Linked DNA regions of Mus musculus: all the other regions are linked to region 4. A link is a contact called in public HiChIP or PLAC-seq and promoter capture Hi-C data. All regions are on one chromosome and are shown on one strand. The core of a region is the stretch at or near the end of the contact, and the rest is flanking DNA. Distances in the headings are between cores, read along the strand shown.

Region 1 (4,982 bases), core at 854-3,353, 1.3 Mb after region 4:
AGCGATGCTTTTAGTCTATTTTGAATACATTTATTAATTTAAAATTTCTAAAGAGCTGAAATAGAACCTGGTACTTGGCTCTATTTGTATAATAACTGGACAGTTACTGATCTTGGTTTTGTGCATACCAGACAGGCACTAACATCCTCACACCACCTCTATCTTATTTTTTTGAGCAGGGTCACCTTTCATGGCTAGACAGGCTGGTTAGCAGATGCCAGGGATCCTCCTGTCCTTGCTCCCTGTAACCCCCAGTGCTGGAGTTGTTAGTTATATGCTGCCACCCCATGCTTTCTACAGGGATATTGGGGATCCAATATGATATGGTTATATTCAATTATAATTTGTATAAGCATCACACATGGATTAGGTGTTGATTCCACAGAAACACCAAATCCTGCAAGCTGTCCCTGCTGCTGGTGCACTCAAACTTCTGTTCACTCCAGTTAGCAAGTAATTTCCAACACTATCATATGCCAGGCAATGCTTTAGGTACCAAGAATAAAGCAGACAACAGTCTGTGCTGTCTGGGGAAGGGGCAAATGAACAATAAATGGCCAAGAAAAGTACTAGGCAGCTGATATCTGAGAGTGTAACTAACCTTGGGTGCAAGCAGAGGTCTCTTAGTGGCACTGTACACCAGAGGGCTGAGGATAGCCCATACAGATAGATTGGATTGACAAAGGAAGCCATGTCACCCAAGTCATTTCACACTCACAGCTCATCTTCTTGTCTCCTCCCGAATGCCTTTAGCTTGCTCTGCTTGGAAATATCTAGAGTCTTCCTCACACCACCCTTCCTACCTCTCTACCCAAGAGTCTCCCTTGGTTCCATAATATACAGTACAAGGTGTGACCGGTCTCGCTATAAAGACAATGCCCCCACACCACAACTCGGGTTCGCCATCTCCTGCCCTGACAAGAGCGCACTGGTGTGTAGCTGTGGCTGCCCTCCACCGCGTTGGGAAGGCCGTAGTAAGTAAGCATCACACAGTGACTATTTCTACTTATCTCCAAAGGCCCGAGTTCAGATAAAAAAACTTGGGGACTCAACACATCCCACTCGCATTAAAATCTCCCGAGGTTGAAGTCAGGTATGATGGCATATGACTTTAATCACAGCACTAGGGAGGCAGGGGGATCTCTGAGTTCAAGGCCAGCCTGGACTACAGCGTGAGTCCCAGGGCAGCCAGGAATACACAGAGAAAACCTGTCTCATAAAATAACATCTCCTAGGTCGGGCCAGGCGTGCCGATACAGGTCGAGGCTAACATGGTCTACATGTGTGCTCTAGGACAGTAAAGAATAAAGTCCTATCTCAACTCCGGACGAAAACTCCACAGGTCATTTCTAGTGGATGTTGTTAGCTGATGAAGGGCGCCTGTGTGCTATGCTTGGAACCAGTTGGTTGCAATCCATTTAAAGCAACGCCAGACAACTCTCTCGTTCCCCCCGCCATGGAGGGAACCTGTGAGCGTGGTCACAGGCGGGCCGAGTACTTCTCCCCACCACACCAGGAAGTCACCTCTCTGAACCTGGAGTTATACCTACCGCGAGAGGTCACCGACATTACATGGATCGCTTGTGCACTGCTCGTACACACACACACGCACAACTGCTTTTATTAGGAGCTCTCAGGAAAGCGGGGACTCGCATCATAGCCAAGAAGCCGTTCGCGACTCCGCGGAGAACAGGCCGAGGCCCGCTCATCAGCCCGAGGGAACCCTAGGCCTTCCGGCGTTCTTCAGCAGGACCACGCGGCGCGGGGGAAAGCACCGAGAAACGCCCAGACCACCTGAGCATCGCCGCCCATGCTGCCTCGGAACACCTGAGGGAATCCGGGCCACGCCGCCACCTACCCGCGCCTCACACACAAGCCGCGCCAAACTCGCCCGTCCCACTGCGCAGGCGTGGGGAGAGCCCGGCGCTCAGGAGCATTCAAAGGACCCGCACACTGACCAGTCAACGTCCGCCTGGGCCCAAACGAGTCCCGCCCTCAGGAGCAGACGTCAGGCCCCGCCCCTAAGAGCCCCGCCCTCGTCAAGCCTTAGGCCCGCCTCACGCTGCCCCGCGTTAAGGCTCGCGGTTGGCTCCGGGGACGGACGCGAGCTCTGGTTGGTGGAGCCGAAGTCACGAGGACCCCCTTCGTCGCCTTTCCAGAGGCGATTACTGGGCAGGCTCAGTCTTTTGCCTCAGACGCTAGCTGTAGCTGGCAGGCGGTTGTACGTGCTCCAGAGTCGTCGGTACCCGCTACTGCAGTCGCTTTCGTGTGGCTTCCGCTGAGCTCTTCCGAGCTGCTCGCTCTCCACACGCGCCGCCGCCGTAATCCGCCACCATGGTGAAGCTCGCAAAGGTAAGAGGCCTTGGCGCGCCGACGCGGACGACTAGGCCCCTGCTTTCGGAGGGACGCGCGCGCGCCCGCCCGTCCGTCGCGGAGGGGAGGAGGGCTTGCGCGCAATCCCGGGCGCGTTCGAGGGCGCCATGCTGGGGGGGAAAGTCTCGCGCGACTAGCGGGAGGTCTCGCGGTGCTTGCCCTCTGACTTAGGGGGATGAGAAGAGCGGAGGCAGGTTTCCGGGAGGGCGATATCGAGGGTTCGGATGTAGCGGGCGGGAGGGGACGGTGTGAGGAGAGATCGGAGGAGCTGAGAGCGGATAGGGGCACGGCGTGGGAAGAGAGGGCCAACCTTAGGCGGCGAGCGGTCCCGGGGCCCCGCCTCCCCGCGCACGTGCTCTGGTGCGCGGCCCGCCACGTGCTCTGCGGAGCCCCGCACGTGTCGCGCGACCCGGGGCAGTGGGGGAGTGTCTGTAGTACCCCGGAAAGGGGGACGGCAGCGTGGGGATGGATGGGTGGCCCGGCGATCTGCTGTCTCTGCCGGTGACCGGGATGGACACGTGGTGGACCCCTGAGGTGGCGGCGTGGTGACTCCACGTGGTGGGGCTGGAAGCGAGAGAAAGTGGGAAGCAGTTGGGTTACGTGGTGCTGCTTTAAGAGGTGATTTCGAGATACCCCCTTCCCCAGCAAATAACTTAAAGGGATCCCTTTAACTGGGTTTTTTTTTTTTTTTTTTTTTTTTTTTTGTGGAAGATGCCAGAAAATAGATGGCCACGACTAGGAGACTTTATAACCTGTGGCTGTTTCTTGGTGTAGAGTTCTGTCTGCTCAGTTATCTGTGAGAAGGAAAAAAAAATTATGCGCGGTTCGCAGAAAAAACTGCCAGGAGAATGCCATGCCTGGCCAAGAAGAAGTCTTTATGCTTGTGTCCTTTAGTAAGAAAAAGGTGGTGGCCAAAGGCAAAGTGACTGAAAATGCGTGCAATTTTTGTGTGCGTTTGTAGGCTGGCAAAACCCACGGTGAGGCCAAGAAAATGGCTCCTCCTCCAAAGGAGGTGGAAGAGGATAGTGAAGATGAAGAAATGTCAGAAGATGAAGATGACAGCAGTGGAGAAGAGGAGGTAAGAAGCTATTTGCAGCAATAAACCGGTGGAATTGAATGTCTGGAAGTCTTAGAAATACAGGATATGTAGTAAATGGTTGAATGGCAAGCCCCTTCCTCCCTCCCTCCCTCCCTCCCTCCCTCCCTCCCTCCCTCCCTTCCTTCCTTCCTTCCTTCCTTCCTTCCTTCCTTCTGCAAGACAGTCGGCAAAACAGGGGACAGAAACAGGCAGAATTTTGAGTTCCAGGCAAGCAGGGAGTAGTACATAGTGAAACCTTGTCTCAAGACCGTTGTTATGGTCATGCTCAATCAGATTTCTTAGAAAAGCTCAGGTGCTGAGTCCAGTTTTTTTTTTTTTAAAGTATTGAAAGCCATGTCTCCTTATTTCAGGGTTTAATGTTTATCTTTGTGTGTGCGCGCACCCATTAAGCATGCTTGGTACCCTCATACTAGAATGTACTTGGATCCCCTGGAACTGGAGTTAAAGCCACATGTGAATGTTACATGTTACAAGAGTAACACATGTGCTTAACTTTTGAGTCATCTCTCCAGTTCTTGGTTGTTTGTTTTTTTTTTTTTAAGCCTATCTAATGTCCATTTTCTTGTGCTCAAAGTTAGTCTCTTAATGTAGCATTGGGTATAAAGGAATGCTTATGATTTGTTTGCTTTCAAGGTTGTCATCCCTCAGAAAAAAGGCAAAAAGGCTACCACAACCCCAGCAAAGAAGGTGGTTGTTTCACAAACAAAAAAGGCTGCAGTTCCCACACCAGCTAAGAAAGCAGCTGTGACCCCAGGCAAAAAGGCAGTAGCCACACCAGCTAAGAAAAACATTACACCAGCCAAAGTCATTCCAACACCGGGTAAGAAGGGAGCTGCACAAGCAAAAGCGTTGGTACCAACTCCTGGTAAAAAGGGAGCTGCCACTCCAGCTAAGGGGGCTAAGAACGGTAAGAATGCCAAGAAGGAAGACAGTGATGAGGATGAAGATGAAGAGGATGAAGATGATAGCGATGAGGATGAAGATGATGAGGAAGAGGATGAGTTTGAGCCACCAATAGTAAAAGGAGTGAAGCCAGCAAAAGCAGCTCCTGCTGCTCCTGCCTCAGAGGATGAGGAAGATGATGAGGATGAAGATGATGAGGAAGATGATGATGAAGAGGAGGAAGATGGTGAGTTAGATCTTAGGATATTTAGGGTACTGCATGTACATTCCCTCACTGTTTCATTAGATTAAAAACTCATTTTGTGCTCTTAGTTCTTTCCATAACTTAATAGGTTTTCATTTGCTAAGTAGTTTTTGTTTTTTTTAAGTATTTGTAGCATTTATCTTGTCTGGATTGGTAGGTAGCAAATACATTTGCCTGATTTGCCATCTTTCTTCCAGACTCTGAGGAAGAAGTTATGGAGATCACAACAGCCAAAGGAAAGAAAACTCCTGCAAAAGTTGTTCCTATGAAAGCCAAGAGTGTGGCTGAGGAGGAGGATGATGAGGAAGAGGATGAAGATGACGAGGATGAGGATGATGAGGAAGAGGATGACGAAGATGATGA
Region 2 (5,224 bases), core at 1,909-4,408, 1.1 Mb after region 4:
GGCCCACATAAACCACTATCCTCCCAGCTGCAGATCAAGAACGGCCCCAATAGGAGGGTGGAGTACACTGCAGTTCAAAGTGGTCCAACTGCCCAGAAACCCAACCTCTCCCTTCTGGCAGTAAAAGCCAAGGAAGGAACCTGAGAAAACAAGACTACTCACCGTCACCTTCTTCCTCCTCCTCCTCTTCCTCCCCACCTTCTTCCTCTTCTTCATCTACCTCATTGTCAGCCTCCTGCTCCCCATTTTCCTCATTTTGCTTTAACAGAAAACACATCTGCCATTAGCCAGCTCTGAAGCAGGCCTGTATATCTAGTGCACCTTGCCCCTCCCCACACCATACAGCTACCACACCACCTCCCAAACAAAAATCAGACAAGTTCCCTTGTCTGGTCCAACATCCTGAACTAAGCTGAAAATTTAAAAAAGTATAAACTGGGAACACAAGCCCCAGCTACTTGGACACTCACAGCGTTCCCATTGGCAGGTGCATCTCTTCCATTCTCTGCCTCCTCCACAACTTCCTTCTTCTCCTTCAAGTCCTTTAGAAGGAAGAGGAAACCCGTTAGTCTTCAGAACAATAGAGGGCCACCCATCAGCCAAAGTGCTGAAAACTAGACAAAGCTGGTCCACAGGACCAATCTGAGTCACTGGCTACTTGGCCACCCTAGGGTAATGTCAGCATGGACCATAGTAGGTACTCAAGGCCTGTAGTCCAAATCCTATGCTTTCCATCTTCTAGATACATTGAAAACAAGGCAGACTCATGTGTCGACTCAACGCACTCCTCTACCATATGGCATCATAGCCACAAACCCGCCAGGCCAGGCAGACAAGCTCGGGAACTGTAGCCCTTACCTGCACGCCCTTTGCCGCCGGTTTCCAGCTAGAGGGAGCTCCACCCCTCAGAAACCCTTCTTGGAAGGCAGTGGCTGTGTGCCTTAAATAAATAAGGTAGAAGGGAGGAGCCAGTCGACGGTCATTCGCTCAGGAATGGATGGGAGAGTCTGGATGGGGATCGGAAAGCGCCTGGGCATGCAGAAACACCCCCTTCAAGTCACACCAGCCATGCTTGGTACTAGGGACCTCCTGGCCTCCACAGCCCAAAGGAAATAAACTAGCACTCTGGGCCCTGCGGCTTCGGGGCCGGACCACTGGGTAACTTTTCCCACTACGACGGCTGAACGGTCGGCTCGGTCGGGGCCCAGGAACATGGTCCAGCTAATTCCGCCGGTGCACCGCTGGGTTACCTGCCGGCAATGGTGGGTTCGCGCCCACCGGAGGCCTGCCTAGGACCCCACTGCACCCGCTTCCGCCCCCTGGCGGCCGAAGCCCGGGGGAGTGAGTGGGGGCGGGGTGGCAGCGGTGCGCAGGCGCATAGCTCACCCAGCGAACTACGCGCGCGAGCCTCTTGCACGCACCGCGCGCAAAGAGCACGTGGCCCGGGGCGCCAAGTGCGCCCTGTGCCCTGGAGACCCGAGGTCCGCTTTCATCCAGGGGAGCGGAGTCACCCACTGGAGAAAGCCCGCTCCGTGCTGCCCCCTGGGGTCCTGCCTGTGAGGGGCAACACGCGGCTTCCGGCTCCGATTTTGGCGCCAAGCTCTCGCGGTAGGTCACCAGGGACTCGGAGCTCCTCGGCTCCGACCCTCGAGACCTTCGGGGGGGGCGCTCCCTAGGAGCGCTGGACCTCGCGGGAATTCACCTGAGACTCCCGCCGAGGGCGGAGGTGGGACCATGCTTGCTACAAAGTGTTACAGCGGTGGCGGGCATCGCTCCAGAGCGCGCTCTGCACGGGGTCGCACCAGCCGAGGGAGATGGCGAGCCACGGGAGTTTAAAGAAACAAGGCGACTGGGACTGAGTCCCCACTGCGGGACAAGCGGGGTGCGAACATCGAGGTGTTTGAAAGCAACGAGTCCGAACCGAACACGGCTGAGGGTGGAGAAGACTCCACCGGGAGGGCGAGCCCCTGCCTCAGGACCCCAGCCAGGACCGCGGTGCTGCGCGGGCTTCTAGACCGCCACGGCACCACCGCAGCTGGGGAGCCGTGGGGGGGCGTCCAGCCGCTCCGCAGCTTCACTTTCTATTTCCTCCCCCTCTCGCGTGGGCTCGCCGCCCGGGCCCAACCCCGTCAGCAATGACTGACCCTGCGACGAGGTCCGCCGCCGCGGGGACAAACACGACCACCCGCGTTCACCCGTGGCTGCGGACCAGACCCTTAGGTGTCGCGGTCAGAATCCCCCCAGCGCAGCACGCCGCCCCATCCGCGTCATCCCGGATAACCGGTGGCCGGCCCGCTATAGGGCGCGAACCCGGGCGCCTAACAAAGAGCGACTCGGCCGCGGGCGCCCTCAGCTCGCCGGCGCCGCACACGCGCCCCCCACACTTCCGACTGCGGACGCGCCGGAGTTTCAAAGTTATTTCCGTGCGCCGCGGCCCCGCGACCCCGGCCCCGAGAGCGCTCAAACCATTCGCAAACAAGTTTCGAGAATCCGCGTCTCGGCCCTCCCCGTTTGCGTCCGAGTTCCGAGGCGACCCCAGGCCATCGGCCAGCTCCCGACGGCGGCACCAATGCCCGCGCCGCTTCGCGCCCCCTCCCCCGCACACAAAGAGTGTTGCCCGGGGCCATCGCGCCGCTGGAGGGTGGCGGGGTCGCCTGGAAAAGCGTTTGCGTGATGCTTTCCTGAAAGCCCGCAACCACGCGCCCCAACGCCGCCCGGGCGACGGCGCGCAGACCCCGAGGGGGCGGGCGGCGTCCAGCCTCACCTTGGTGGTGATCTCGGAGCTGGTATCCACTGCCGCGTCTGACATGGTGGGGCACGCCGGTGGTCCGATGCCGCGAGTGAGGGAATTAAAAGTCGAGTTCGAGGACTCTGGCGAGAGAGCTGCCGGAGTCCGCGCTGGAGGAGGCGGTGGGCGGCGAAGGTGGCTGCAGCGAGCGCGGAGCACGACCCAGGAACAATGCAAAGATGGCTTTTCGGAGCAGCCAGTGGGGGACTCACGCGGCGCCAGAAGCTTTAATATAGATTAGTGGGCGGTGCTCAGCCACCCTAGTCCCGGCGCTATTGGCTGAGCGCAGGGAGCGGGCGTCCTCTCATTGGCTCGATTCCGAACAATGGGCAAGTGAGCTTAAAGCGGCAGTGCCTCGGCTTGGCGCGCGCTGCGCAGTCCCCCGCCGCACTGTCATTCAGAGTGTTGAATTTTGTTGGGTCTCGCCACGCCGGAGGGGGGTCGCGCGCGTGCGCGCTCCCGCAGCTGTTTTGCTAAGGCCTCTGACGCAGAAAGCTAAAGCGCGGCAAAGCTGCCCGCCCAGCCCCGGTCCTCCCCCTCCCTCGCGACTGCTCGGAAGAAGGAGGGGGAGGGAGGGAGGAGGGGGAGCGGGAGCACTGCCCGCCAGGGGGAGGGGGAGGGGAAGGCGAGCGATGGGCGGCGCTTGCCCCGGGCGGTGTCCCGCGTGGTTCCCGCGCCCGGGACCTGCCCGCACCGAAGAGCAAGTTGTCCCAGTTCAAGTGAACATCAGTCCACACAACGGGGTGACTGTGACTCGCACCTTCCGCCCCGTCCTCCTTTCCCTCCGCCTCGATGACACTAGTGATCCCCACCGCCCACCACTGTCCCGCCGTCCAGGGTCAGCTCCGGAGTGGGCCTCGCGCCCTGCACACTTGGGGGGACTCATGCGAAAGTCCCGGTGTCCTCGAGCGAGACAGGCCTGGGGCCTCACGCCACAAGGCGGTGTCGCGCCTCAGGGCTCTCTGGTCAGCGTCTGCTGTAAGAGGTCACTGCCGTCGCGACAGCTCTTAACATCATCCAGAGCCCCGCCCGGCCATCGAGTTTACCCCTCTCCCCTAACATTTTGCAGGCTCCAGTGGGCATATGAACAGTGTGCAACTGGGAGAAACTTGTCTCCCCGGCCATTAGGACTAGTCCTTGAAGGGGTTCCTTCAAACTTGAGCCATTTACGGTACCACGCGGAGCCTGAGAAAAGAAAAACCATAAAGACGCCACACTCAAGATGGCGTTGGACTCGGCAAGCGTGGCGTGACGTGGCGACTCGGCTCACGCGAACAACTTCAAAATACTATATTACTCCATTTTTAGCGCTGTCTCACTTGGCTGTCGAACTAAGGAATTTGCCCTGTGAGAAGAGCGACCAGAATGGCTATAAACGGGTTCGGAGAAACGACTTCGCCACACTCAAGATGGCGGCAGATAGCGTCCGACTGTGTGTCGCCAGGAGGGGGCGCCCGACACGGAAGGCGGGACTTGGGAGAAACCCGCACACACTGGCTGAGAGTGGCGGGCGAACACAAAGTTGACGCTTTGCGCCCTGCCATTGGTCATTCCTGCTGTCTGTCTCCTGGGGGCCGTGGAATCGGGAGTGAGGAAAACCCGGAGTCTTGAATCGGGGAGGGTGAATGGGTGCCAAGTCCCTTAGAGCTTTGAGGTCGAGGCGAGGAGACTGAACTGCCCTTATGGCTCACCCCCGGCGTTTGGGCCCATCCTCACCCGGAGGCCCCTATGCGGAGCTTGAGGAGAGGAGAGGAACGTGCAGTGTCGGGAAACTGTTGCAGTTGGACCCAGGGTCGGCCCGCGAGCCGCACGTGGCCGGCCCGCATCCCCGCGCGCACGTGCCAGTCCCGCCACCAGCCGCTTGGGCCTGTGTGAGCTTTTCCTTTAAGGAGAAAGCCTTGCCGCCGCCCTTTGGCCTGCGCTCACTCCCGTTGTCCAGCGGTTGCTCCTGTCCTGGCAGCCCCTGGCAAGGGAGGGTGTGAAGGCCCCCGGGGTCTCGCTCTTCTCGGAGCACACTAATGGCCGGAGACGGTTATCGCGCCCCAGCGCCCTAGGTTGCACAAACTGCCTGAGTCCGAACTGCCCCACCCCCGCCAGCGGGCTTTACTGTGATGAGGATATGGAGCTTAAACAGGGAAGGGCCTTTGAGCTGCAGCTGCCCAGACCCCTTTTTTGTAGATAGGGAGGGACGGTGCTTCAATATAAACAGAAAGGAGGATGCTTTCTACCTGGTGCTTATCCATTAAGCTCCCGTTATTCTCTAGAGGATTGTTCCATCTACAAAACCCAGATGCACAAAGAGCTTGGCCTATACCACCCACATCTTAGTTGTGGTTTCTGAGTTCTGGATTGGGAGAGCTGAGGGAGGCAAGGTGGCAATCAGTGAGAAGCTGGATAAGTATGAACTTCCCTCGAAGAAGAACTGCTTTATCTAGT
Region 3 (5,491 bases), core at 2,942-5,441, 1.2 Mb after region 4:
CAGACAACACACCTATTGGATCCATGATACCGCCATAGCTGTCTACCACTTCCTCTGACTTGGGTGTCTTTGATGACACCTTGAAGCCCCTGGGCAGCAAGGACATCTACAGTCTTGCATGGCTGTTTGACTCTGGCCTATCTGATATCTGGAGATAGGATCCTATCCGGTAGGGCAACTGTTTTCTTTCACTCCAGAAGCCCCAGGTCAGTGTTTCCCACCCGACAAGAGTTCGGAGCCAGGATGTGATTTTTATCTGGGCATAATATAAAAAGTTAGGAGAGAAAATGAAGCATTAAGTCAGACACAGAAAATCCCTGTGGACAAGCAAGATCTAAGGCCTGGTCTGGGGGGTGGGTAGGGATGTGGGGTGAGAGTAGAGGGGTAGGGTGGGGGTAAAGAGGGAGGGGTGAGAGTAAGGGGGGAGGGAGGGAGGAGTGAGAGTAAGGGAGTAGGGGTAGGGAGGGAGGGAATGAGAGGAGGGAGGGAGGAGGTGTGGGATTTTATTTCAGAATCTGACCTGGATGGTAACTTTGAGAATTCGTATGGGAAAAACCCCAAAAGGGGCTTCCAGGATGCAGATGCCTGGCTCTGCTGCTTGAGAAGACTTGGACCAAAGGGTCAGCCATATTGCCCTGGATAAGTAGGGTGCCAGGAGAGCCTTGTGGGTAGCCTTTTAGAGCTGGCTCCAGGCCCAGAGTGCCATGAAATACAGTCCCAGGAGCACAGAGATCCTGGCATTTTCTGCTTGTCCCAGCGTGAGAGGCCATGTGTTCTCCCCCATCAAGTAGGGTTGGGCCTAGTGCACACACTGAGCCCCAAGGGAAAGAAAGGCAGCACTTCCTGCCCCTCCAGCTCTAGAGGGGTGCAGGTTCTGTTTTGTTCATTTGTTTAGTCATGTGTCCTATCCTGACCCTCTTTCCCCCTCCCCCACCCATTTTTGAAGATATGGTTCTCTGTGTAGTCCTGGCTGTCTTGGAACTTATGTAGACCAGGCTGGCCTCAAACCTAGAGATCTGCCTGCCTCTGCATCCTGAGTGCTGGGACTAAAAGCCTGGGCCAACACCACCAGGCTTACCTGCCTTCTTTAATCCTCATAAGCGGTTAGGAGCAGGACAGAGGTCAGCGGGAGGCTCAGGAGCTGGGTTCTACTTTGGACTCCTGCTGAGGAAGCTGCCCCACCCCCAGCGGTTCTCAGGAGGGGATGGAAGGCTGTGAGCAATGCACTCACTTCAGCTCCAGGAGTCCTACCCATGCACCAGGACTTGACACAGTGCTGTCCTGAAGATCTGGACCCTGGTCTAGGACAGCCACCAACCGCCATGCTCGGGAAATGGATAGACACACCCACAAAATCCAGAGAGGCTGCCTCAGGACAGAGCAGGCAGGAGCAGGTGCTGCTGGCTCTGCTGGAACACCTTGCCATGTGTTCTGAAGCTTAGATCCTGACCAAGGACTCTCTGGACAAAGGATGAATAGAGGCTGCAACCATGAGAACTAAGGGCCCTCCTTTTTAGAGCCGTCCTTTAGCATGGTGGCTGCAGATGCTGAGCAAATGACACAGCCAGTGCAAGGGACAGTGACTGGTATAGGCCATTTGTCTTCTGTAAGTCATTCTATAGGGAACCATGTCATTCCCCCATCCTTTATGAGGTTTGAACATTTTCAAAAGGCCCACAGGGGGCATGTGCAATGGTGTGTGTGTGTGTGTGTGTGTGTGTGTGTGTGTGTGTGTGTGTGTGTGTGTGTGTGTTCCAGAGATGGGAGCACAGTAAGAAATGTTCTTCACTGGGGCTGGTGAGATGGCTCAGTGGTTAAGAGCACTGACTGCTCTTCCGAAGGTCCCGAGTTCAAGTCCCAGCAACCACATGTTGGCTCACAACCATCCATCATGAGATCTGACTCGCTCTTCTGGTGTGTCTGAAGACATCAGCAGTGGGCTTACATATAATAATAATAATAAATAAATCTTAAAATAAAACAAAAGAAGCATTCTTCACATACTGTGAGGCTATAGCAATCTGGTTTTGAGTGACACTGAGCCTTGTCATGACCAATCTAGCCCTACTTGGTCCATCTGCAGCGGAATAGGAAGCTTTCAAAATTCTTTCTCCCAAGGGCTCTGAAAAATAAGTGCCCCAGAGTTCCCAACAATCTTCTAAGCCAGGACTGTTTATAAATGAAGTTCTTAAGAAGCCAGGGATTGAGGGGGGCGGAGCAGAGGAGGCAATTTCATGGTGAGGAGATACTGGGAAGCTGAGGGGACACTGAAGACAGAAATGCAGACGGTGAGTGTGGCTATGACACCTGACTAGGCTTTTGTGTGCTCCTTTGAGTGAAGAAGTGGGTCGGGACAATGCTCGGGGAAAGAATCGGTGTGGGAGGAGGTGCTGAAAAGAGAGAGGGCGATTTCCTTGGAGGAGACTAGTGCTTGGACCCCGGGGCTGGAAACCCCTTATGAGACTGTGTGTATTGGGGGGATTGCTATCCTGTGAGTGTACAAGTGGAGTCACGGGGATGAGACTCTGTAGGCTGCTGACTTTCAGGGGCTTAAGGGGTGCGTAAGAAGGTTGTCTGAAAATGTGGGTCAGAAAGAATTGCAGGACACGGAACAAGTCCTGCTCAGTCGGCGTGCTGCAGGTGGGGACAGCATTTTAGACCCAAGTCTCACGGACTTCCTCTCTCTGGCTCTTTTTTTCTTTTCTTCTCACCTGTAAAATGGGATTGTTGTCTAGAAAAAGAAGACACTCTCAGCTCCGGGTGATTCCAACAGCTAGCTAGTATGGTTTGGATGCAGGTAGAGTCCTTTGGGAGTGGTCCTAAGTACTCCAAGCTCCGGGGTCAGCGTTGCCCTCTAGTGGCGATTTTGTGAACAACAGGCGAAGCAACCAGGAAGGCGGGGAGGGCAGCCTCTGTCAGGTCGCCTTCAGCTCAGCATCTATCTGTCAGTGGGAGCCAGGGCGCACAGGACCTCCTGGGCAGAAGGCATGGTAGGTGAGCGGGATACGGGCCCTGACAGGAGCGGCTCTCAGAGTGAGATGGGTGGAAAAACTCTGTGAGACATTTGGGGGTTGTGGGAGAGACCTCTCAGTTAGTCAGTTTATTTCTGTCATTTTTCTGATGACTGTCGTCTCAGCGCTGCTCTCTTGAACCTGGGCTGTCACCTGCCCATCCCCAGCTCCTCTCCGTGAGAGTTCCGAGAGTGAGAACTCCAGGTCTAGTAGGTGCAAAGAATATAAAATATTTAGACTGGGAGTGATTCAGGTGACAGAAAACAGAATCAAATTTGGGTCAAAGTACAGTTTTTTAGCTTTTTCACTCCTTCACTTAACCCCTACGGTGGCTTTCTCTTCACACCAAGGTCACACACAGCGTTCTGTATGTCAGGTCTGCCATGTGTCGATGCTTTTTGTGGATTAAATACCGGGATCTTGCACCTGGAGTTGGGGAGGTCAGGTCTGCCCTGGCAGTTGCTTTAGGAGCCCCGGCTCTTTAAAGACCAAGCAATACTGCAGTTGCACCCACTTTTCTGAGGTCCACATCAAGTGGCTCTCCTGAAGTCTGTCTTAAAAGGGAGACAGCCAAAGGAGATAGCCAAGCGTTCTTGGAAAAACCTGGCATTTCTTCAAAGATTCCAGTAGATTGTAAAGGGCCAATCTTATCATTTAAAAAGTATTTCATTTGTGTGTGTGTGTGTACTTGTGCATATATACTGTTTGCATGTATGTGTGTAGAGGATAGAGGATAACTCTTTGTTGTTGTTGTTGTTGATTGGTTTTTTGTTGTTTGTTTTTGTTTGTTTTTTAGACAGTGTCTCTCTCTGTAGTTCTAACTGTCCTGGAACTTGCTCTGTAGCCCAGGCTAGCCTCAAACTCACATGAGACCTGCCTGCCTCAGCTTCCTTCGCGTTGGGATTAAAGCTGCGCACTACCACTGCCCGGCCAATTTTATTATTTTCAAGGTTTGCACTCCGGATACTCTGTAGTTGAAATGCACTTTAGTGGGTGGCAGATGCTTTCTTTCCCAGTGGCATGTGACTAATCAGTCCTCTACAGTGTGATAACTTAGGACAGAGCTGGGATTACCTAAATGACTTCTGGGTATCTCCCCCTTCTATCCTACAGACTCCTCCCTGCCTCAATTGTTCCATCTTTCCTGGAGCGCTCTCCCCAAATGCTTCAAGGAGCCCCCTGGTCTGCAATATCAGTGAGTTCAAGTGGCCCTATCAACCTGAGGATCTGAACCTTACCGATGAGGCCCTGAGGCTGAAGTATTTGGGGCCACAGCAGATGAAACAGTTTGTCCCCATCTGTGTCACGTACCTGCTGATCTTCGTGGTGGGCACTCTGGGCAACGGGCTGACCTGCACCGTCATCCTGCGCAACAAGACTATGCGCACGCCCACCAACTTCTACCTCTTCAGCCTCGCTGTGTCCGATATGCTGGTGCTCCTGGTGGGCTTGCCTCTGGAGCTTTATGAGATGCAGCAAAATTACCCGTTCCAGCTGGGTGCGAGTGCCTGCTACTTCCGAATACTGCTCTTAGAGACCGTCTGCCTAGCTTCAGTGCTCAATGTCACAGCCCTGAGTGTGGAGCGTTATGTGGCCGTGGTGCGCCCACTCCAAGCCAAGTCTGTGATGACACGGGCCCATGTGCGCCGCATGGTGGGGGCCATCTGGGTCCTCGCTACTCTCTTCTCTCTGCCCAACACCAGCCTGCATGGCCTCAGTCAACTAACTGTGCCCTGCCGGGGGCCGGTGCCCGACTCAGCTATATGTTCGCTGGTGGGTCCCATGGACTTCTACAAGTTGGTGGTACTGACTACCGCACTGCTCTTCTTCTGTCTGCCCATGGTCACCATCAGTGTGCTGTATCTGCTCATTGGGCTGCGGCTGCGGAGGGAGAGGATGTTGCTCCAAGTGGAGGTCAAGGGCAGGAAAACCGCAGCAACCCAGGAGACCTCCCACAGAAGGATTCAGCTGCAAGATAGGGGACGGAGACAGGTGACCAAGATGCTGTGTAAGTCATTGTTGAGGAGAAAGCTGAGCTTCCTCCAGTCTGGGGAAGGAATTGAGCTTCCAGGGTATTGTTTGCTTGCTTGCTTGCTTGTTGTTGTTATTGTTTTGAGAAAGGGTTTCAGGGCTGGTGAGATGGCTCAGCAGGTAAGAGCACTGACCACTCTCCTGGAGGTCATGAGTTCAAATCCCAGCAACCACATGGTGACTCACAACCATCCGTAATGAGAAACTAATAATAATAATAATAATAATAATAATAATAATAATAATAATAATAATAAAACAAAAAAAACCTATGGGCCAGACTTAGCAGGGACCAGAGCAAGTGGGGCTTGGGGTGGAGGGAGCGAGGCCAGAGAAAGACAGAAAAGGGAAGAGGGAAAAAAAGAGAGAAGGAGTTTCTTTGTGTAGCTCTGGCTGTTCTAGAACTTGCTGTGTAGACCAGAGATTCACCTGCCTCTACCTCCAAAGTA
Region 4 (5,165 bases), core at 566-3,065:
AGTAGAGTCAGGCTGAGCTTGTGACACACTGAAAAGTACCTTCCTGCCCTCTTTCCTTTCAGGGCCTCTCACTGGTAGATTCCCCAAGAGACAGTGCTTTGGGGAGGTCCAGGCCACCTGCAGTGCTTCTCCTGAAATATGCTGGTGGGTGTGCAGGAAGCTGGCTGCTAACTCCACCAGCACAAGATGCTCAGCCAGCCGTGAGCCTGTACGGGCTTCTAGTGCCCCTGCCCCCAACTCTGTGAACACTCTAGCTCCTCTTACTTCCATTCAAGTCCACTGGCATGCCTAGCCTGATGGTGGTAGGAGGTAGGCAGCACAAGCTAGTGGTCTCTGGGAGCAAATGACCGACCTTATCCTCGATGTTTGTAACCTGTCCAGCCCTCATGGTCCTTAATCGCAGGTCTAGGTGTTCATAGAACCCACACTCCTGGCTCTCTTGAAGATGAAACTAGCCAACAAATGCCTAGCACAGCAGGTCCCAACATGAGTCAGAGCTCAGAACAGTCTGTGGTCAGTCACCCACTTCCCTCCTGCATGAAGATTGGGGGGGGGGCAGCTAGCTGCTCTGAAAGATCTTTCTCTCAGTCCAGGGACAATCTATCAGATGGTACCTGTGCTGTTCAAGTAGGCACACCCTTCCTGACAGTGTTCCTGCCCTGCTCCAGCCTGAAGCCTGGACAGGGTCTGACCACAGGACTATAGGGGTGGCGGCCTTCCTCAGAAGACGCTAGACGGACGGAGTGTTAAAAAGGAACCTTCAGCAAGTGGCTGTTTCCTCTGTTGTTAGGATAACCAGCATATTCAGCAACATCTTCACACTGGGCTGTGGGGGGGTACCAACGGGGGCAGAGACCTGGATAGGGAGGGACATAGCTGAGTGCAAGGAGGGACAGAGACCTACTCAGAGAGCAGCTCTGTGGCTTCCTGTGTCCTTGCAGCCTAGAGTAAAATGTGTACACGAGGAATCCTATCCTGATTAAATGCACCCCGGACTCAGCTCCCCAAATAGAATTAGCTCTAAGACCACATACTAGCAGGGTGGAGGAGGGGACCCTTTTGCCAAGGTTGCCCTTCACTGAGTCCCTGACTGACGCTTGAGCTGACCAAAATGCATTCCAATACACCCTCCACCAGAGAGGCCTGAGTTTCTTCCTGACTCTGTCCCTGCTCCTGCCACAGGAACTCACGGAGACCCCTGGCACCACAGGTCATGGAGGGCTGCAGTATAGGGGAGGCCCAGAGTCACTCAGAGAGCCCTAGCACCACACAAGCCTGTCATGACACAGGCTCCCTGAACTCGAACGCCAAGGTCCAAAGTGGGCCTCAGATGCTGCCCCCCCTTCTCCCCTCCCCACAGGGCAACGAAGTGCCAGTCACGTCCCACCATCCTATGACATAAACCTAACTCAAACTCCCATTACAGGGGTTCCCCCTTTGGATCCACACCTCAGTGGTCCCTGGATCTGACAGTTGGGAGGAGACGGGTACTCACAGCACGCAGAGTGCGTAGGCCCGGGGGATGGACTCGCTGGCACGCACAAGGAAGCTCCCGTCCTTGCCGGCTCTGGAAAGTAGCTCCTCTGCCTTGGAGCGGGTGATGTTGCCATGGTTCCACCCAGGGACCATGGCAGGCATGGGTCTCCTGGACTGGGTCAGCAGCCACTCCCAGGACGGACACTCCAGCAAAGTAGTTCAGGGCCCTCTCTAGGCTGAGACCTGCCGCCTGTTGCCTCTCAGAAATTGCCTCTGCTGCTCCTACCAGCTTAACTGACTGACTTCCTGTTTCAGGCACTCAGCGAGGGAGAGGAAACTGAGCTGCACAGAACTTCCTCATTATAGAAACCAAGTGGGGGGGGGGCATCATCTACCTTCCCACCCAGCCAGCACTGGCTGCCTGCTCCACCCTCTCACTCACTGGCTCTCTATTTCCCCTGAATGGGACCTAACCTCCAGAAGCGTCCATTATCAGCCGAAGTTCCACACGAGGGACGCAAGGGCTCTTTTAGCGTCAGGTTTCATGGCTGACTTCTCAAGCCTGGCCCAACATTTGTGAATAGGCCAAAGGCATGGCTCTCAGAAACCTTTGCTGATGTCCACAAGGGTGGTCACAGTTTTCCCCAGCGCCACCCAGCATACTTGTGATGGTGAGCTTTAACTGTCAACTTGACACAACATAGGATTGCCCAGGAAGAGAATCTCCATGAGGGAACGTCTGCATTGGGCTAGCCTGTGGATACATCTGTAGGGGTTGTTTTAATGAAGCTAGTTGATGTCAGAAGACCCAGCCCACTGTGAGCAACACTATTCCCTAGCTAAAACAGTCTGGTTTGGCCCCTCTGGACCTCTGCTGGGCACCTGGGGCTCACGGAAGGGCTTACATGTCCCTATGGTGCAAGCTGGCCACTTTGGTGATATATGTTACCGCGTTCTGCACTGCAGAAGCCCAAATGGCCAGTCAGGCTATTCCCTCTGTGGCTAGACATGGCTATGTTTGCTCACCCCTTAAAGGTCACCGTTCAGTACTAGCTGAGTTCTGCAGGTACTAAGGTAGCCACTGTCCCTTTGATCCCAGAGCTGGGTGACCTTGTTCCTCAGGCCAGGCCCACCAAGGGAAGTGCTGGCTTACGGCAGAAGTGGTGATTGTTCACTCCTTCATCTGAACCTTGTCACGTTAGATGTGACAACAGACCTAAGCCAGGCACCCCCCTACACACACATGCACGCACATACTGGAGCTTGGTTGAGCTTATCGCTCTCAGCCTCAGTTTTCTTTAGACTGCAGGGTGTAATTCAGAAAGGAGCTCTGGTGTGTGGAGGACATGGGAGCTGTGTTGATGTCATCCATGGCAGGAGCTTGGGGCCTGCAGGGCACAGCTGGTGGGAAATCTGAGAGTGGGTAGAGTACTCCAGCCAGGTCCTGAGCCAGAGGGAGGGGACATGGTCTCGACAAGAGCTCACGTCTACATTCTGATTTTGCCACCTGGAGGCTGAAGATGTTAACTCTAACTCTACAAGGGACCCTTCATGGAGTCCTCTCAAGTTCACAGTACCCCATGCAGCCCTCCTTAGGAAATCTCTGTCTAACACATTGTCTTAGTCAGGGTTTCTATTCCTGCACAAACATCATGACCAAGAAGCAAGTTGGGGAGGAAAGGGTTTATTCGGCTTACACTTCCATACTGCTGTTCATCACCAAAGGAAGTCAGGACTGGAACTCAAGCAGGTCAGGAAGCAGGAGCTGATGCAGAGGCCATGGAGGGATGTTCTTCATTGGCTTGCCTCACCTGGCTTGCTCAGCCTGCTCTCTTATAGAGCTAAGACTACCAGCCCTGAGATGGTCCCACCCACAAGGGGCCTTTCCCCCTTGATCACTAATTGAGAAAATGCCTTACAGTTGGATCTCATGGAGGCATTTCCTCAACTGAAGCTCCTTTCTCTGTGATAACTCCAGCTGTGTCAAGTTGACACAAAGCTAGCCAGTACAATTGACCCCTTGTCAACTTGACACACAAACACATCACTAGTAAGCCTCAACCCTTACAATCTTATTCATCCCCATTCTAAATAACTTTAAAAGTCCCACAGTCTTTACATATGCTTAAAATTTCAATCTCTTTAAAATATCCATCTCTTTTAAAATCCAAAGTCTTTTTACAATTAAAAGTCTCTTAACTGTGGGCTCCACTAAAACAGTTTCTTCCTTCAAGAGGGAAAATATCAGGGCACAGTCACAATCAAAAGCAAAAGTCAATCTCTAACCGTCCAATGTCTGGGATCCAACTCACGATCTTCTGGGCTCCTCCAAGGGCTTGGATCACTTCTCCAGCCAGGCCCTTTGTAGCACATGTGTCATCCTGTAGGCTCCAGACGCCTGTACTCCACTGCTGCTGCTGCTCTTGGTGGTCATCTCATGGTACTGGCATCTCCAAAACACTGCATGACCCCTTCAGTCCTGGGCCATCAATTGCAACTGAGGCTGCACTTTCACCAATGGCCTTCCATGGCCTCTCACAGTGCCAAGCCTCAGCTGTTCTGCTCAACTCCTTCATGCCTTCAAAACCAGTACCACCTGGGTGACTCTTACACATTACCAAGTCCAGCCACAGCACAAGGTACAACTTTGGCTATATCTGGAACACAGCCACTGTGCTCTCAGAAAACACCTCCCAGAAGATGTCACCTCAATGATGCTGGTCTCTTCTTAATCACCGCTAATTTCTTAGCTCCAGCTAACCAGCATCAATAGTCCCAGTAATGCAAAGTTTTTGCTTTAGTAGTTCTGGTATCTTGTTAATCACAGCTGATTCTTCAGCCCCAGCTAACCAGAACTACAGAATCTTCACAATCAAAACAGCAATGGCCCTGAAAAGAGTCTTTAATTTTCCCTCTGAAATTTCACAAACCAAACCTCCATCTTCTGCACTGTTCTCAACATTATCTTCCAAGCTCCTACACAACATCTGACAGAGCTCTTAACAACGAATGGATCTTCAAGCCCAAAGTTCCAAAGTCCTTCCACAGTCCTCCCCAGAACATGGTCAGGTTGTCACAGGAATACCCCACTCCTGGTACCAATTTGTCTTAGTCAGGGTTTCTATTCCTGCACAAACATCATGACCAAGAAGCAAGTTGGGGAGGAAAGGGTTTATTCGGCTTACACTTCCATACTGCTGTTCATCACCAAAGGAAGTCAGGACTGGAACTCAAGCAGGTCAGGAAGCAGGAGCTGATGCAGAGGCCATGGAGGGATGTTCTTCATTGGCTTGCCTCACCTGGCTTGCTCAGCCTGCTCTCTTATAGAGCTAAGACTACCAGCCCTGAGATGGTCCCACCCACAAGGGGCCTTTCCCCCTTGATCACTAATTGAGAAAATGCCTTACAGTTGGATCTCATGGAGGCATTTCCTCAACTGAAGCTCCTTTCTCTGTGATAACTCCAGCTGTGTCAAGTTGACACAAAGCTAGCCAGTACACACATGTACTGCATGAATCCTTGAACCCTCTCCTTTCTTCCTTGAACACCTCTGCCAACTGCGTCATTGCCCTTATCCCAAAGTCCCCAGAGTCTACCACACGGATCCTGATCCATCCTCATCACAGTCTTAGTCTCTCTGTGCCTTGACCAACTAGGCTTTATCAATCCATCAGCATCCAGGACCATCC
Region 5 (5,238 bases), core at 312-2,811, 1.0 Mb after region 4:
GGGGAAAATCCTCAACCTCTGAGTAAGAGGTTCTCAGCCTTCCTAACGCAGAGACCCTTTAATACAGTTCCTCATGCCGGGCGTGGTGGCGCACACCTTTAAGCCCAGCACTCGGGAGGCAGAGGCAGGCGGATTTCTGAGTTCGAGGCCAGCCTGGTCTACAGAGTGAGTTCCAGGACAGCCAGGACTACACAGAGAAAAACCCTGTCTCCCCCCCCCCCCAAAAAAAAAACAACAAAAAACCAATTCCTCATGCTGTGGTGACCCCCATCCCTAAAATAATTTTCATTGCTACTTCAGAACTGTAATGTTTCTACTGTATGGATCATAATGTAAACATTTTTGGAGATAGCGGTTTGCCAAAGGGATTTTTGACCCACAGTTTGAGAACCACTGCTTTAAGTTCAAATGTCATTTCCACCATGAAGTTTTGCCAGCTGTTAAAGGCACGTCACCAGAACCTCTAAGGCATTCTCCACTTGATCTTGACTAAAAGGCCAACAAGTAATCCTCTGTGGCATTCTGATATCTTTTCTTTTATGCCACTTGTCAACTCCATCTTGAATCTCCTTATCTCCCTAATCAGTTATGTATCTTCTGAATAACAGTGGCCTATCTTTTACTTAATTCAGTACCCAACCAAAACCAAAAACCAAAACAAGGTTTGTTGAGTTACTTGGAAGAAAAACAAACAAAATGGGTGGGTGATCAAATGGGTGGAGTGGGAACAAGAACAGGAAAGAAGGCCAGAGGAAGGACACAGGCGTCTCCAAGGAAACAGAGGGTTAAACCAACTTTATCTACTTTCTGGGGGAAAAACAATCATTAAATGTCAACTTGAATGTCAAAAAAGCAAATAAAAATAGCAAGACCTATCTAGTCTGAGGATAAAGGACTGTCACACCAGCTCCTTTCAGGAAATCCATGAAATAAATGCTTTCCTATTTTCTGGGTGTTTCAACACTAGTTCAGAAACTGTTCATTAAGGAGAAAAACAATCACATTGCCATGCTTCTAAAAATATTACCTCCCTAGTGTAGTGTAGATACTAGATGACAGGTCAGTAGATGTAAAGCCAGATTTTAACTGTGTCAATTTGCTGTGCTCTCTGGCCAGTCTCTGCCTCACCGGGTCTCTATTTCCTCATATTTAAAAACAAAAGATAAAGAGATTGGATTGGCAAAATCTTTTAAGTCTTCCTGTACTAACATTGAGTATAAACAATCTTTAGCTCACCCAGTCCAAAGCAGAAATATAACATAAACCCTGCAAAACAAGTAAAAATGAACTCCAGACTAATAAACTAACACTATTTGAGGAGGTCATTTTGTTCTGTTATCTCTCGTGGCTTAATATGTGGTTTTGTTGGTGGTTTGCAGTCTTACCATGGTTTGCAGACTCCTGAGTTCCATGTAAACAGAAGTTAACTGTCGGTGGGTTGTCACGTCTCCGGGGTAAAAGAAGACCTTCCTGCTGGGTTTCAAGTAACAGGATTCAGAAACCAACCCCATAGGAGGATTTCAAATATGTGCACACTGCTCGGCACACTGGAACCCAAGTTAAAAAGATGGAGCGCATAGTATGCTGGGACTTGTAGTCCCTGGCCTCTAATGGTGCGCTGGGATCGCCTGTGCTCTCTGGGATGCTGGGAAATGTAGTTTCTGCCACCTTGTACAGTGCAGCCTGCCATAGTCTCAGACCACTAGTGTGCCCGGCAACAAGAGCAGGCATCTCAAACGCCTCTGAAGATTTCAAGCCATCGCTCCTCTGGGACAAACTCTAGGCAACAACACGAAAGAAAATTCTGTCCTCCGGGACTCTCCAAGAGGGCCTTTCCCACTGACGCTCTCCGTCCCCGAGCGAAGCCGCTGAGCGTTGCTATTGGCTACTCAAGATGCCAATCGCCAAGGCTGGCTTGTCATTGGTTTCAAGGCGGGAGCTCCACGACTAGAGGGAAGGAGAAGGGATCAGGAGCGGGAGCTGAGGGGAGGGAGAGGCCGGTTCGGGTCTGGCCGCCACCGCTGTTCACCTGAGGTGTCCGGCCGGGCTGCGGCTGTCCTCGGTTCCTGGGTACCGTCTGCGAGGCCCCGCGGAGCCAGCGTGGGAGGGCCGCGGGCGGCAGGCGCCGCATCATGTCAGCCAAGGACGAGCGGGCCAGGGATATCCTGAGAGGCTTCAAACTGTATCCGCCCGGGAGCAGGGGCGGGGCTGGGAGGAGGCCGTGGCTCTAAGGAGCCAGGCTTTGGCAGGGGCGTCAGGTGGGCACCGGGGAAGAAGGGCTACGAGAAGGGGCAGGAAAGGAACTGTGTGCCGGGCCCCCGGGAGGGACCGCGAACGGGAGGCAGGCACAGGGGCACCCTGAGGGAGAAAGGGGACGTTGATGGAGCCTGGGGGGGGGGGGGGGCGGGGGGGAGGATGGAGGTGGAGGAGCCCCGGGACCTGGCTACTGCGAGAAGAGTTCCCATTTGAAATTAGGGTCCTGAAGGCCGGGAGGCCAGAAGGGGGCTGCAGTCCCCACGCAGAGGCTGAGGGAGTGCAGCAAGCTGGCCTCCTAGCCTGCCTAGGAGCGACTTTGGCGGGAAGCCCAGGGTGGGAGCAGGAGAAAGTGACTCCAAGCAAGTGACCTTGTATGTGGGGGATAATGTACCCCATCCCACCCCACCACACACACATCCGTCTTGTTTTCACAACTTTTCTTCCTCACTTGTGGCTTCTTATAGGGCTGGAGTAGTGGAGAGGTGGGGAAAGAGAAATTAAAGACGGACCCCATCTTAACACTTTGTTGGCCTTTGGAGCATTAACATCTCAAGTTCTCTTTCCAGCGAGATGAGAAATAGGAGGTGTGTGAGATGCATGAGGTACTTTGGTTTTGAACCGACTCCCGGCAAAATTATCTTTGGCATTGCTGAGGTTAACGCTTTATTATGGTGAAGCTGTTCACAATTACTTGATTGTGTTGAGGACACCATATGATATCAGAATTCGTTGTTTCGGTGGACTTGGTGTTGAATGCCTGTGATCCCAGTACTTGGGAGATGGAAGCAGGGGGATCCAGAATTCAGGTCATCCTCAGAGTTTCATAGAGTTCAAGACCAGCCTTAGTTATAGGAGACCCTGCTTCAAAAAGGAAGAAAGTGAGAAGCCAGAGGAGGAAAAGAAACCATTGCTTCAGGCCTGTTGTAGCTACACTGTGACTTTTGCAACCTCTTTATATAGAGAGAGAAAACTTCGAAGCGTTTGTTTTATTTTGGAGACAGGGTCATACAGTGTAGCTCTGGCTGACCCAGAACTTGATGTGTAGACCAGGCTGTCTACCTGTCTCTGCCTCCTGAGTGCTGGAACTGTTAGAACTCAGGGTGTGGCCAGCACCTTCAGCTAGAAGCTGTGTGTTTTGATGGACTATTTGTCACCATAAAATGCAGATGAAATATATTCCAGTTTTACATTCTGTTGACCTTAATCTCTGCTGTACAATATGGAATATTCCTAAGTGCCTCCCTTTGTGGGATGTAACCATCATTTACCCAGCTCCTGCCTCTGGAGGTTTAGGCTTCCCTAAACTGGTTCTCTGAACAACCTGTTGCATTGTCTCAAGACCTGTTTCACATCTTCCAATATCTAATTGCTTGGCTATGGTTAGAAACTAAGGTGAACGTAAATTCTAGAATTCATACAAGGCATGATTAAATCATGGTTATAACCCCAGCACTTGGTGACTGAAGCAAGAGATTGTCATGTGTTCAAGACCAATCTAGGCTGACTCCAAAAAAAGAATGAATCAAAAACAACACCACAAGAACCACGTACCACTGTGTGAACAGTGGTGAACGGATAGACTGGAAGCATAAACGGGGTCATGGGTTTCTGTGGCCCCAAGGGGAAAAACCAACCCAGGAAGTTTTGGGTGCAAAAGGAAAACCCTTCAAGTAAAAACTATACCGAGGTTTTGTGGGGTTTGTTTTTGAGTGTGAGCAAGTAGGGTGCGTTGAGAAGTGAAGAAACAGCTCTCTGCAACTGGCAGGGATTGGAAAGTGAGTCGCCCTGCTGTGCTTTGTAAACACAGAAGGCTGTATCTCCTTACACACTGACATTCAGGATAAACCCTCAGTGGCTTTCCATAGTGAAGTTTAGTAACAGACTCTTCTGTAGTTCCCTGTCTGCTTGGGATAAACGAATATAGCAGGAAACTGTGGATTTTGTCACTTTTACTCTTGACATGAACCTGTTGAGATAAAGGCTAATGGACAAATATAGAAAACACTATAAAGCTAGATGTGGTGGCACACACCTTTAGTCCCAGCACTCAGGAAGCAGAGGCAGATGGATCTCTGTGAGTCTGAGGCCAGCCTGGTCTGCAAATCGAGTTCCAGGACAACCAGGGCACACAGAAAAACCCTGTCTCAAAAACCAAAAAGAAAGAGAGAGTGTGTGTGAATCAGCCACTTAAGTAATGATGTGAGTGCTTCAGGAAACAGGCTTTCAGGGAAAGCTTGACCGGAGCTGATTAAATTATAAAGCAAAGGGAAATAGCCACATAGCAGTTAGCACAGGAGGAATAGAGTGCTCATCCTCCGGTGTCCTTTGTTGACATCTGAAAATGAAAAGACGGAAAATGGGGCTGGAGATACAGCTCAGTAGTTAAAAACTTAAGGATGTGAATTGCTCCTGTAGAGGGCCTGGGTTTGATCCCCAGCACCCACAGGCAGTTGGTTAACTGAATTCCAAGGATCTAACACCCTCTTGCACCTGCCCATATGTGGCACATATAAACTCATGTAAGCACACACACACACACACACACACATATATATATATACACACACACACATATAAGTAATAAGTTTTTAAAAGAGAAAGAAAACAGGAACTAGATGGCTTTTCATTCCCATTTTTTAAAAAAGATAATTTTATGTTAGAAACAACTTGATCATTCACCACTTTTGGTTGGATAATTTTTCTCTGAACTGTTTTCAGATTGTTTCTTTAAAAAAATTGTATTTACTATTTCCTTAATTACTTTCTGTTGCTATGATGAGACACTGTGACCAAGGGAGGAACTTAGAGAAAAAGGGGGCTTATGGTTTCAGAGGGTTAGCGGCTGTGACCGCCATGATGGGGAGCCTGGCAACAGGTAGGCAGACATGGTACTGGACCTTATATCTAATCCACAAATACTAGGCTCAAACTGCTAACTGAAACCTTGAGGGTTTTTGAAAGCCCAAAGGCCAATTCCCAATG

Evidence for each region. HiChIP or PLAC-seq counts read pairs in DNA pulled down with a chosen protein or histone mark. Capture Hi-C pulls out chosen DNA fragments and counts their contacts.
Region 1: a contact with region 4 is called in a promoter capture Hi-C map of liver, with 4 times the contacts expected there. The contact joins the promoter of Ncl here to the promoter of Inpp5d in region 4. A contact is called at or near these places in 1 of 39 promoter capture datasets (pre-B cells), 1 of 115 datasets of contacts at active chromatin or transcription factors (pancreatic cancer cells) and 1 of 9 other capture datasets (liver).
Region 2: a contact with region 4 is called in a promoter capture Hi-C map of liver, with 4 times the contacts expected there. The contact joins the promoter of Ptma here to the promoter of Inpp5d in region 4. A contact is called at or near these places in 1 of 484 Hi-C or Micro-C datasets (the G1E-ER4 cell line), 3 of 115 datasets of contacts at active chromatin or transcription factors (double positive thymocytes, large pre-B cells and regulatory T cell precursor) and 2 of 9 other capture datasets (adipose tissue and liver).
Region 3: a contact with region 4 is called in an H3K27ac HiChIP or PLAC-seq map of microglia, with 6 times the contacts expected there. The contact joins the promoter of Nmur1 here to the promoter of Inpp5d in region 4. A contact is called at or near these places in 1 of 39 promoter capture datasets (pre-B cells) and 1 of 115 datasets of contacts at active chromatin or transcription factors (microglia).
Region 5: a promoter capture Hi-C map of adipose tissue shows a contact between it and region 4, with 3 times the contacts expected there. The contact joins the promoter of Cops7b here to the promoter of Inpp5d in region 4. A contact is called at or near these places in 1 of 484 Hi-C or Micro-C datasets (B cells) and 3 of 9 other capture datasets (adipose tissue, liver and macrophages).

The regions. Positions count from the first base shown.
Region 1 is chr1:86,356,576-86,361,557 of GRCm38.p6, reverse strand. It overlaps Ncl (nucleolin), which reads left to right and starts at 2,103. Exons shown (of 14, transcript NM_010880.3): 1 at 2,103-2,352; 2 at 3,335-3,451; 3 at 4,106-4,601; 4 at 4,817-4,982. The coding sequence starts at 2,335. It overlaps C130036L24Rik (RIKEN cDNA C130036L24 gene), which reads right to left and starts at 1,974. Exons shown (of 2, transcript NR_015507.3): 1 at 1,551-1,974.
Region 2 is chr1:86,524,491-86,529,714 of GRCm38.p6, reverse strand. Ptma (prothymosin alpha) reads right to left here and starts at 3,158. Exons shown (of 5, transcript NM_008972.3): 1 at 2,765-3,158; 2 at 471-542; 3 at 163-259. The coding sequence starts at 2,809.
Region 3 is chr1:86,386,841-86,392,331 of GRCm38.p6, reverse strand. Nmur1 (neuromedin U receptor 1) reads left to right here and starts at 4,191. Exons shown (of 2, transcript NM_010341.1): 1 at 4,191-5,019. The coding sequence starts at 4,191.
Region 4 is chr1:87,616,962-87,622,126 of GRCm38.p6, reverse strand. It overlaps Inpp5d (inositol polyphosphate-5-phosphatase D), which reads right to left and starts at 1,815. Exons shown (of 27, transcript NM_010566.3): 1 at 1,496-1,815. The coding sequence starts at 1,638.
Region 5 is chr1:86,579,244-86,584,481 of GRCm38.p6, reverse strand. Cops7b (COP9 signalosome subunit 7B) reads right to left here and starts at 1,561. Exons shown (of 8, transcript NM_172974.3): 1 at 1,386-1,561. It overlaps Pde6d (phosphodiesterase 6D, cGMP-specific, rod, delta), which reads left to right and starts at 1,697. Exons shown (of 5, transcript NM_008801.3): 1 at 1,697-2,182. The coding sequence starts at 2,133.